3 separate regions of the Zea mays genome follow, and regions 2 and 3 are each linked to region 1. Evidence: chromatin contacts called from public Hi-C data. All regions are on one chromosome and are shown on one strand. Each heading gives the region's core, a stretch centred on a gene start, on an enhancer-like site or on the middle of the called end of the contact. The rest is flanking DNA. Distances are from core to core; before and after follow the strand shown.

What was found. Hi-C and Micro-C count contacts between places; a contact is called where the count stands out from the background.
Region 2: a contact with region 1 is called in a Hi-C map of endosperm, with 4 times the contacts expected there. The contact joins the promoter of LOC542455 here to the promoter of LOC100304027 in region 1. A contact is called at or near these places in 10 of 25 Hi-C or Micro-C datasets (bundle sheath, ear, endosperm and 3 more).
Region 3: a Hi-C map of tassel shows a contact between it and region 1, with 2.1 times the contacts expected there. The contact joins the promoter of LOC100282230 here to the promoter of LOC100304027 in region 1. A contact is called at or near these places in 3 of 25 Hi-C or Micro-C datasets (ear, leaf and tassel).

The regions. Positions count from the first base shown.
Region 1 is chr4:159,829,194-159,832,398 of Zm-B73-REFERENCE-NAM-5.0, reverse strand. LOC100304027 (60S ribosomal protein L6, mitochondrial-like) reads right to left here and starts at 1,324. Exons shown (of 2, transcript NM_001165551.2): 1 at 1,116-1,324.
Region 2 is chr4:159,993,476-159,996,825 of Zm-B73-REFERENCE-NAM-5.0, reverse strand. LOC542455 (high mobility group protein 3) reads right to left here and starts at 1,718. Exons shown (of 7, transcript NM_001112013.1): 1 at 1,678-1,718; 2 at 1,475-1,567; 3 at 1,276-1,333; 4 at 1,143-1,187; 5 at 761-835; 6 at 589-672; 7 at 70-480. The coding sequence starts at 1,718. The coding sequence ends at 460.
Region 3 is chr4:159,630,412-159,633,630 of Zm-B73-REFERENCE-NAM-5.0, reverse strand. It overlaps LOC100282230, which reads left to right and starts at 1,478. Exons shown (of 5, transcript NM_001371845.1): 1 at 1,478-1,862. The coding sequence starts at 1,601.

The DNA of each region.
Region 1 (3,205 bases), core at 75-2,574:
TTATCTTAGATAATACCACAGCAAATTGAATATCAGATCAGTTACGCCATCACATAGCAGTTATCCCACTTTGTGGGTTATTATCAATGTTTTCAGATCGGCTGATCGCTCCTGATCGCCCGATTAACCGGGCTCTGATCGGTCAACCAGACATCCTGATCGTCCAGGGTTTAGAATGAATTTGGTTTTCTGTTCACTTTGTATTTGTATCAAGTAAAATCCTTGGAATGACATGTACCTGAAAAAGTACTACGCCTGACCGGCTTCCCGGTAAGCCCTGAAAAATGTTTGGCCTGTCTGATATTTGTGCGTAAACCATAAATCCAAATCGGTTCTAGACTGTCTTCCAATCTACATGCTTGACTGAGTGAGGATGTGGCAGCTTTTGTTCACATCATATTCCATTAGATAGAAAGAGCTACAAAAGGTGTACCAGATAGATTCATATACTAGGCTTAGGCTCAAATAGCGCTTTGACTGATATAGGTAAAAAAAATTCCAATTTACATCCAGGTCTTATCTACTTAGTTGTAAATTTCCGATTTACATCCAGGTCTTATCTACTTAGTTGTGGGCATTGCCCTCGAGAAGCCAAGCCAGCCCCAGAAGGAACAGAAGCAATTGAGTCTGGCTCAACTTTTAAAAAAAAAGTGTGCTTCAATCGTATCGAGTTGTGTAGGTTCCTTTCCTGGTTTTGTCCTTCATTCGCTAGGCGTATTCCTCATCCCGTTTGTTTAAATTCTTCATTCGAAGATGGATCGGCGTAAACTTTATCGCGTTCTGAAACAGGCATGGCCCTTCGCTATAGGAACCGATCAACCTTCATATATATAACTACACGCCCATGGGCATGGCTTCAGGTTCAGGCTTTCAACAAGGCAAACAGCCATACGTGATACGCCTATGGACATGGGCAGCAACAGGCTAACAGCTATAGTGCCATACTACAACATGAAGCAAATAATCACTGGAAGGTTTCAGGCTTTCAGCATCAAAGTAAAACTGAAAACAAACAAACATGGACATGGGAAGCAACAGGCCAACAGCCATACGCAGAGCACACCAGAAAACAGGGACAAGCTCTGAATCTGGATTCTGGAGACTGGAGACCGTACCTGCAGGCCGGCTGCTGGCGCCGCCGCGCCGGGGATGGAGGAGGGGACGATGCCGCCGTATCCCCCGTCACCGGTAGCGCGCCGCCGTCACCTGTTCCGCTAGGGTTCCTCCCTCCGCAGCTGCCTGGTTCGTGTCGTGTGTGCCTGGGCGTTGCTCTGTTGGCTCTTGGTTGTGCAGCTTCTGCTCAAGTGGTGGGAATTGGGAAAAAGGAAGCTGGGCTGGGCCTCTGGGCAAGTGAAGTGGGCCACTGGGCCGAAATTTCAATCACCGCTCTTCTCTGGTACAGCGGGTACTACTACTAGATCACCGATGAACTGATGGAGCTCTTTCACTTTACCTTTCCCTTTCTGTTGCAGAACAGCTGGAAGATTTACCCTAGCTAGCTGCTAGTCCTCGAATGAGTGACGATGGGGTGAAGTATTTCCGTGGATCACGTGCAAATGTGGAAATATACCAGTAAAGATGCAGGCAAAATCACCCGCAACACCACTGTAACAAACAGTGCCTGAAACGAACATGGAGCCGTGCTGTGCTGTTAAAGAAGGAAAGGTGGGGCGGGGAAAAGCATTCGTCAGAGTGCCGTGAACATTGTTCACTGAACATCCAGGGAAGTACTAGCTTTCTTTTGCTCAGTCATGTCACTGTGTGACCAACTCCCGGGCCATTTCACCGTGCATTAGAAATGCGAGCCTGCGGCATGTCCAGGATAATTAAGCACCAAAGAAACACGGCCGGGCATGATGGTGGAACGGTTGGCTGCTGAAATGATGTATGCTCGTGTTCGTGTTCGTGTCAGTAGTGATCCTGATCCAGATTCTGAAAAGCGTTCTGAAAATGACAGATGGCTGCTGAAAAGCGTTCGTGTCAGTAGTGATCCAGATTCTGAAACACGGCCGAGCATTCACTAACTAGTTTTGTTGATATTTTCATTAAGGACACATCAAGCAGTAGTGATCCTGATCCAGATTATTGTTGAAAGGTTTGAGTTCTAAATTCTCTGAAGAAACATTTCATATGTTGAATCGGAATCGCTTCATGAAACCGTTTGACTGTTAGACTAGATTCTACTATATCGTGAATAATTTTTTAATATATATATATATATATATATATATATATATATATATATATATATATATATATATAAAAATATATATATATACTTCAATTTTTTTGTAGTTATTTTTGTGGGAAATAACAACATAAATGCAACCAATTTTAACTTGTTACGCTAAAAGAAAGATAAGTTAAAAAAAACTAATTACTATTACATGCGAAATATGGAAATAGAATCACTTGAAACTACTCTAGAGCTGATTCAAGAGGGAATTACTACTAGAAATGTTTGTACCTACCATCGGTATCGTCTTTGACTATTTGGAAGTGCTAGTGATTCTGGTGAGAACCGAAACCCATTCCCTCGCCCAACTAGACCCAAGATTAATTTTATGTGCGCTACAAAGTAGATATTTGAAATATATAAGTATAAAGTGTTGAATTTTGAAGCACAAAGCTTGAAATATGCTTTAGAGTTTGAAAGGTACTCGTGCAGCTAGCTGATCGCGAACGGTCTCAAAGGAAAGGTACTCTGCCGATTTTGCTGGAAAAAAAAAACCCTAATGTCCCGGGACCTACCATTTTTCTCAAAGGCATAGCAGGATGAGATCCAGTCAATTACGGGTGCAAAAAAAAAATTTTTGCTCAAACTTGGCGGATTTATGCAGCTCAGTTTCATCTCCTGCTAAGGTAATAGCGTCAGTCAAGCCGGGGCAGTTTGTGTAGACCATGACTTTTTCTGCAAAAGTTTGCATCTTTAACCTCACTAGCAGGCATCCCCAAGAGTGGACGGACCTCGTCAAGTTGAAGGTCATAGGATTTGATCAGGAGCGCCCAGCAGTGAGCAGTGCGAGAATTTGGCACAATGTCTTCTGTTCTGTCGCTTTCTTTAAACCGAACAGCAGAGAGTTTGGCATGCGATGCGAAGCGAAGATCCGTCGAAGAGTTGTTGAGGTGCAAGTTGAGAACTGGTGTCATCGATCGGTCTATGAATTAAATAAACTTAGTAAAAAATTAGGTGGGCGAACGCAAT
Region 2 (3,350 bases), core at 469-2,968, 160 kb before region 1:
GCTAACTGCACCAATAAACGCACAAATTAACAGTCACAAACAAACTCATGTAAATTAACCTGAGTCACAAAACAAAAACTCACTAAACTGAAACGAGCCACAAGCAGATATTCATCATTCATACAGCACAGATGACTTCCGTAGACCGCACAGAATGCAACAAAGAAATATATAAAACCAAAACCAAACATTAAACCCATAACTGACTAGTCACTAGATTAGTCAATGAAACAGGTACAGAAAGTTGTGACACAAGTGATTAGCAAAAGAAAAGCAACATAATAGCTAGCAGCATTCGGCTTTTTCTTTGCTAATGCACTAAACTAACAACCTCACGAAACTAATAGATCCCCTTCATAAACACCTGTTCCAAACAACTTAACATTAAAGATAGCAAACCAGTGAGCTAATTGGGGACCTAACAATCGATTTGCTACCTCACAACAGCGGAAATACTATTTACTCGTCGTCGTCGTTATCCTGCAGACAGCAAATCAAACAGAACGACTATTTGTTAGAATCACTAAATAGGCAAATACCATTGGCAATGAAGACATGTTATCCAGAAAATGGATTAATTTTCTGTACCTCGTCACTACCGCCATCCTCATCATCGACCTCGGACTTCGAGCCATCGTCGTCATCAGTCTTAGCCTTCTTTGAGCTTGTGCTCTCCTAACGGAAATCAAATACTCAAATTATGGCATAATGAACTAAAGAAGACTACACAGTTCAGCATGCACCACAGATCCAAGATTACCTTCTCAATATTTGCCTTAGTCTTCTCATAGTCCTGCTTCTTCTGCCCAGCTTGGTCCACATAGGGTTGCTTCTCCTAATGATTGATTGTTACAGAGCAACAAACATACACATAAGTCACTAAAAAAGAGTATGTATGCTTTGAGAGATATGCTATCCGTTTGACAATCCAATATGAGCGTTTAATTTGACTCTTCAGTTATAACTGGACCTCTACTCTACTTTATTTTCTTGTTTCAAGAGGTAATACTAGACCTATGCAACCAAATAAACCTCAACATTGTGCATAATCACCCACGTCGAGCTAAAAACAACGATATATATAAAAATAAACTTAAATACGAAATACAAAATCGATCTGGGTATTCGAGAGATCTACTCACTTGCTCTGACATAGAGCGCCACTTTTCCCCTGCTGCCTTGCTCACCTGATCCACCAACACGAAAAAATAAGACATCATCGGCAGACGCACATGGAAAAAAAATAAAGGGAGAACAGAGTGCAAAGTGGCTCACGGCCGCAACGCTCTTGTTGCCAGGGTGCTGCGCCTGGTACTCCTGCCTGAATTCAGACCTGAAAAGCAAACAAACGCCACGGTACGCTCAATAATTGGGGGTGGGAGGGTGGGGGATCCACACTCTTAACAAAAATGGAGAATAGATCTAGAGATCTGAGATCTGAGTATAATGACTCGCCGACGCAGCCAGAACTCACATGAAGACGAAGAAGGCGGAGGGAGGGCGCTTGGGCTTGCCGCTCGCGGCGGCCTTCTTGCGCTTTCCGGCGCCGCCGCCGCCGGCCCGGAGCCTGCAACAGCAACCGCACAAAATCTTAACCAAGAGCACCGTGCAGCCATCGCAAGGAAAAGAGGAACCATCGTTCCGCCACAGGAGCAGCGCAAGGCGCGGAGATCGTACCTGGCCTCATCCTTCTTGGAGGCGTTGGCCTTGCCCTTCATGGTGGTTGGAGCTAGGGTTTTGCGAGGGGTCAGGACGAGGGCTTTCGAATCGGCAGCTGTGGCGCAGGCGGAGGCGGAGGGTGGTGGGAGTGGTGGTTGGTTTTCCTTTTTGGGTGGGGAAGCGCCGAGCGCGTTTGTGCGGTTCGGTCGCGTGTGTGTGCGTGAACGGGAAAAAGCAGGGACGCGGGACCGGGTGGGTGCAGCATTCGGGACGCGTGGTTGCTTTTGGTGGATCGTGACAGGAACCGGAACGTTATGGAAACGGGACCTGTACTGGGCCGGCTCACTGAGAAAGCAAAAGGCCCGGAAATGCGAATGTTGTGCTGGCCCCTGGTGGCCAGGCCATCATTCTGCTACCCGCTTGCCCAAACATTGGGCATGTTTGGTTCAACTTTTTTCTGACCAGCTTTTCCGAGAATCTAGTTGTGGGAAGAATCTGGCTGTGTAGAGAATCTAAGTATCATTAGAATTACATGTGGAGGAAGATAAAGTTGTCCATGAGGCTCAGGATCTATAAAGTGACGGATTACTACTATTGCGACGACTAAACTGATTATATGTTTATGTTGATTTTGAATGGTTTTTATCCAAACGAATTTTATAGAAGCTGGTTGAAAAGCTGAGTGTTTGTCAGTCCGCAACAGCTTTTGGTGGCCAGAAGCTGCGAAAAGCCGAAACAAACAGGGGCATTGTTGTTCTTGTTCATAGCAGTAGCAATGTTCCATGGTAGTGTTTTAATGCATGCTAGTGTTTTAATGCATGCTCCATGGTAGAACATGAATTGGGCGAGCACAAATATGCTCCCTTCGTCCCGTGGGGTATTTTTTATCTCTTGAGAAGTTAAATATTTTTTTATTTTAGCTAAATCTCTACTAACTATTAAAGAGACAGTGTAGACTGCCCCCGCCGCATCCCCTCTCGCCCGCGGATAACGCGCACGCCCGCACCCCCCGCCGCCATTCCCCTCACGCCCGCGGATCACGCCCTCCCCCCACGCCGCGATTCCCCAGCCGCCCGTGGATCATGCGCACGACCGCTCCCTCCCGCCGCGAAATCCAAGGGCACGAGCACACCACGCTGCCGGTCCGGCCGCGCTCCTCCTCCTCCGAGTCCGAGATCTGAAGGCGCGGGAGGAAGGAAACGGGCGAAAGGATCCAGCAGCACCCGTGCGCGCGGCGATTAACTCGTCCCAGATCTCGGCGCGGCGCCTCCCTCCTGGCCCTGCCGGCGAGAGCGCGGTCCGATGAGGCGGCGGCCGTTCCTGGACCAGCAACGGACGTCGTTCAAGCGCTGGTGGCAGCAGCGGTCGTGGTGGGCGCGCCTCTTGCTCTCCCTCCTCCTCGCCCTCGCATGCGTCCTCCTCCTCGCTGTCCTCCTCGGCTCCCCCGACCCCGACACCTCGCCGTCCACCTCCGCCCGCGTCCTTCGGATGGTGGCCGAGTACCGCCAACCCTTGGTGAAGACCGAGGGCGCCAGCCTCAGCATCGCGAAGGTGGCCGCAGTGGCCACCGGCGGTGGCGAGGCCCGGGTCGAGCTGGACGAGTCCGCTCGTAGCCAGGTCAAGGCAAGCAGCGGCTGGGTCATGAACAGCACCGACAGCATGATGCGGGGCGGGGGCCGCGGGCGGGATCC
Region 3 (3,219 bases), core at 229-2,728, 200 kb after region 1:
AAGAAATTCTAATAAATCCCAGGAAAATCTCAAAAGCCCATACAAGTGGATGGCTAGGGAATTGGTGGAACCAATAGCACCATATTGCTAGTTCTAGTGGAGTAGAGATAGCTTAAATATGGAAGCCACACCCACTCACCAAGTCATGGATGAGAGGAGAGAGTGTGGAGAGCCACACGCGCGCGCGCGCTCGCCTGGCCTGGCCGGGGCGGGGCGGGGCGAAGGGCGCGGGCGCACGACATGCGCGTGAATGGTCCGCCGAAATCCGGCCCCTCGCCTTGCGGGGGCGCGGCTACCTTTTGCCGTTTGATTTTTTGGTTTCTTGGCTGTTACGCTTATCCTAACCGATCGCTATAAAATCTCAACTGATTGCGAGATTTTCGTGGGCGGATAAGCTCGAGGGTCGCGGACTAGGCCCTATAAAAGGAGCCCGGCAGCCAGCCTCCAAATCATCCCAGTTTCGCTTTCGCCTGTCTTCATAGCTGAGCCGCCTTTTAGTTCCCTTCGTCCCGACCGCAGAGGTGCATCTGCGATCAGGAGAGCAGGTCTCCGGAACCATTCGTCTTCTAGATCCTGCACCGGGAGAGGGCGAATAAGGTTTTTGGGAAGCGTCTTCACGCGACTGCTCGTGATCTTCTGACCTCGTCGATCCTGCTACTTCGACATCGTCGACCCTGCTGATTCCGGCGCGCGCTATCTATCAGTAAGTCTAATCAGTACGCATCATCTGATTTGGCTTTTTATTTCAGTTCTTCTGATTTGGTCATGATTTATATTCGGAATTTATTTTGGAATTTGTCTAATTATTCAACAGGTGGGCGGGGCTCGAGTCCTCTATGGCTTCCGAGGCTACGAAGTCTCGGTGAAACATCTCTTAGAATTTGAGATGTACACAATAGAATATAAAAAGGGGGCTTCTATAATATAATGTAGTGGTTTTGCTCAGTCCGTGCCAAGAAATTTTCTGGCTCCGTCTCTGGTAACCTATATATAGCAGATGATCACATCACTTGAGTGAACCAAGGATCATCACAACATGTTCAGCTGGAACAAAAGCACACACCGAGAGATCTGCCTCTACACTCAGCACAGCTCATGTGTTTTACCTACTCGGAAGTACTCAAGCAAGAGAGACTGCATATGTTGATATGTAGTGTAGGAGATCCTGCCCACCGCGCACTCATTTCTATACTTCCTAGTCACCAACCGCTCCGGTCTACGACGCGTGGATACGTCGCCCGGCACCCCCTCGCTCGGACCCAAGGCGCACTTTGCCGAACGCAGCCACACATCACGGCTCACGCCACGCCGGCCCCCTCTTCTCTTTGGCAAAGCCATTTCGTGGTGCCGCGCCGTGCCGCTGGCACAGTCATAAAGCGAGCCACTACGGCTTGCCACCCCTCTCTATCTTCTCTCTCTCTCTCTTTAAAGCGCGGAGCCGTGCCGATCCATCTCGGCTGACCCTTTCTTTCCCAAAGCCGAGCAGCGACCAGCGACCAGCGAGGGTGCCACTCACCGCCCGCCCCCCAGTACCCCACTCACTAGCTAGCTAGCTAGCTGCGCACTACGAGTCCGGCGATCACAGCCCGGCAGGCCGGCCATGGCCACCGTGCCCGTCCTAGTCGTCCTGCATGTTCTGCTACTCGCTGCTGCGGCCGCCTGCGCCGCGGCGGGGGGGAGTAGCAGCAAGGTGCCGGCGCTCTACGTGTTCGGCGACTCCACGGCGGACGTGGGCACGAACAACTACTTGCCGGGCGGCGCCGAAGTGCCGCGTGCCAACTTCCCCCACAACGGCGTCGACTTCCCCACGGCGCGCCCCACCGGCAGGTTCAGCAACGGGTACAACGGCGTCGACTTCTTGGGTAAGCAAGCACTCTCCGTAGTTACTGCTGCGCGCCCAAGGCCGTTCACTCATCTGTGCATGGTTGCGATGCGAGAGGTTAGTTTTGTCATTCATAGCTTCCGCCTGCTGGCTGCTGCATACACTACCGTGCTCGAGCTCGTTTTCACTTAGATAATATATAGAGTATGCAGTGAAGACTCGCAGAGTGTACGTACGTCTTCAAACTTCTTTAACGCTTTAGCCAAGTAGTTACACGTAACTCTCCGAATTTTCAGACGATTTCGAGTCTCTGAAAACCAAGCTGTGTAGTGTAGTACATATTTCTGAAACCGCCAAAACCAAGCTCTGCTCGCTCTCGCGGTGTTTCAGAGAAGCGATGGAACTATACGTAATAAATTGCCACTGTCCCCGACGTGCAGTGGTGGGGGCTCCATCACCCACTGCGCTACTCTGTAGAGACTAGAGACCAACTCCACCAGTCCAGCAGCAGAGACACACTCAGCATCCGTATTTCACGTAGGGGTGGACACGGATGGGTGGGGCCTTTGCACGGCGCGTTCTAGCATACTCCACGTTTACACTCTCTATTTCCATGCATAGCTACACTGATAGCTGGGCCTCACAAGCACAGACTTTTAATTATAGCATTTCTCAGGCTTGTGCGGAGATGAGAGAGAAGACGTCGAGAAAGGGAGTAGAGATGCCGGGCGTGCATCATGGGGAGAGGAATGCGGAGTCTGCTGGGGCTATAAACAGTGCTACAGCCCGTGCAAAAACACGGATACGGAGTGCAATAGGATGGGTTGCTGGCAGTGGCGGACGCAGGACGAAAATTTAGGGGGGGGCCAAAAAGATCACATGAGAGCCATGATTTTCTAGTTCGCCAAGTTTGCCGACTGTAGGGAAAGTCATATTATTGCGACGAGCGAGATCTAGCTTGTCGAGCGGATCGACGTCACGATAAAAACAGGACAAAGGACGGAGACGTCACAAAGGGGCGAAGTCGGATGGCGTCACATCGGGAATGGGTCGGCGGCGGAAACGAGGCAGCGAGCAGACTGGTTTAGGTGCTGTTGGGAAGATTAGAGTCAGACTCGTAGATGCAAGGACTGGATCGAGAGGATCCGGCGAGCAGGCTCATAACATGGTTGTTTTAGGCCATGTTCTAAACCTCTAGAGCTAATTGTTAACTGATTTTAGCTGGGTTGGGGCATCTAACAACTAATACTTATTTGAGGGGTATAACTAACATTTAGTTGATCCATTCTAAACCTTTTAGGTAATTTTAGCAACTAGCTATTAGTTTTAGAGATTTAGAACAAGACTTTATACCATCTAAAACTTCGATTTTTTTCTACACTTAATACTAAATAATC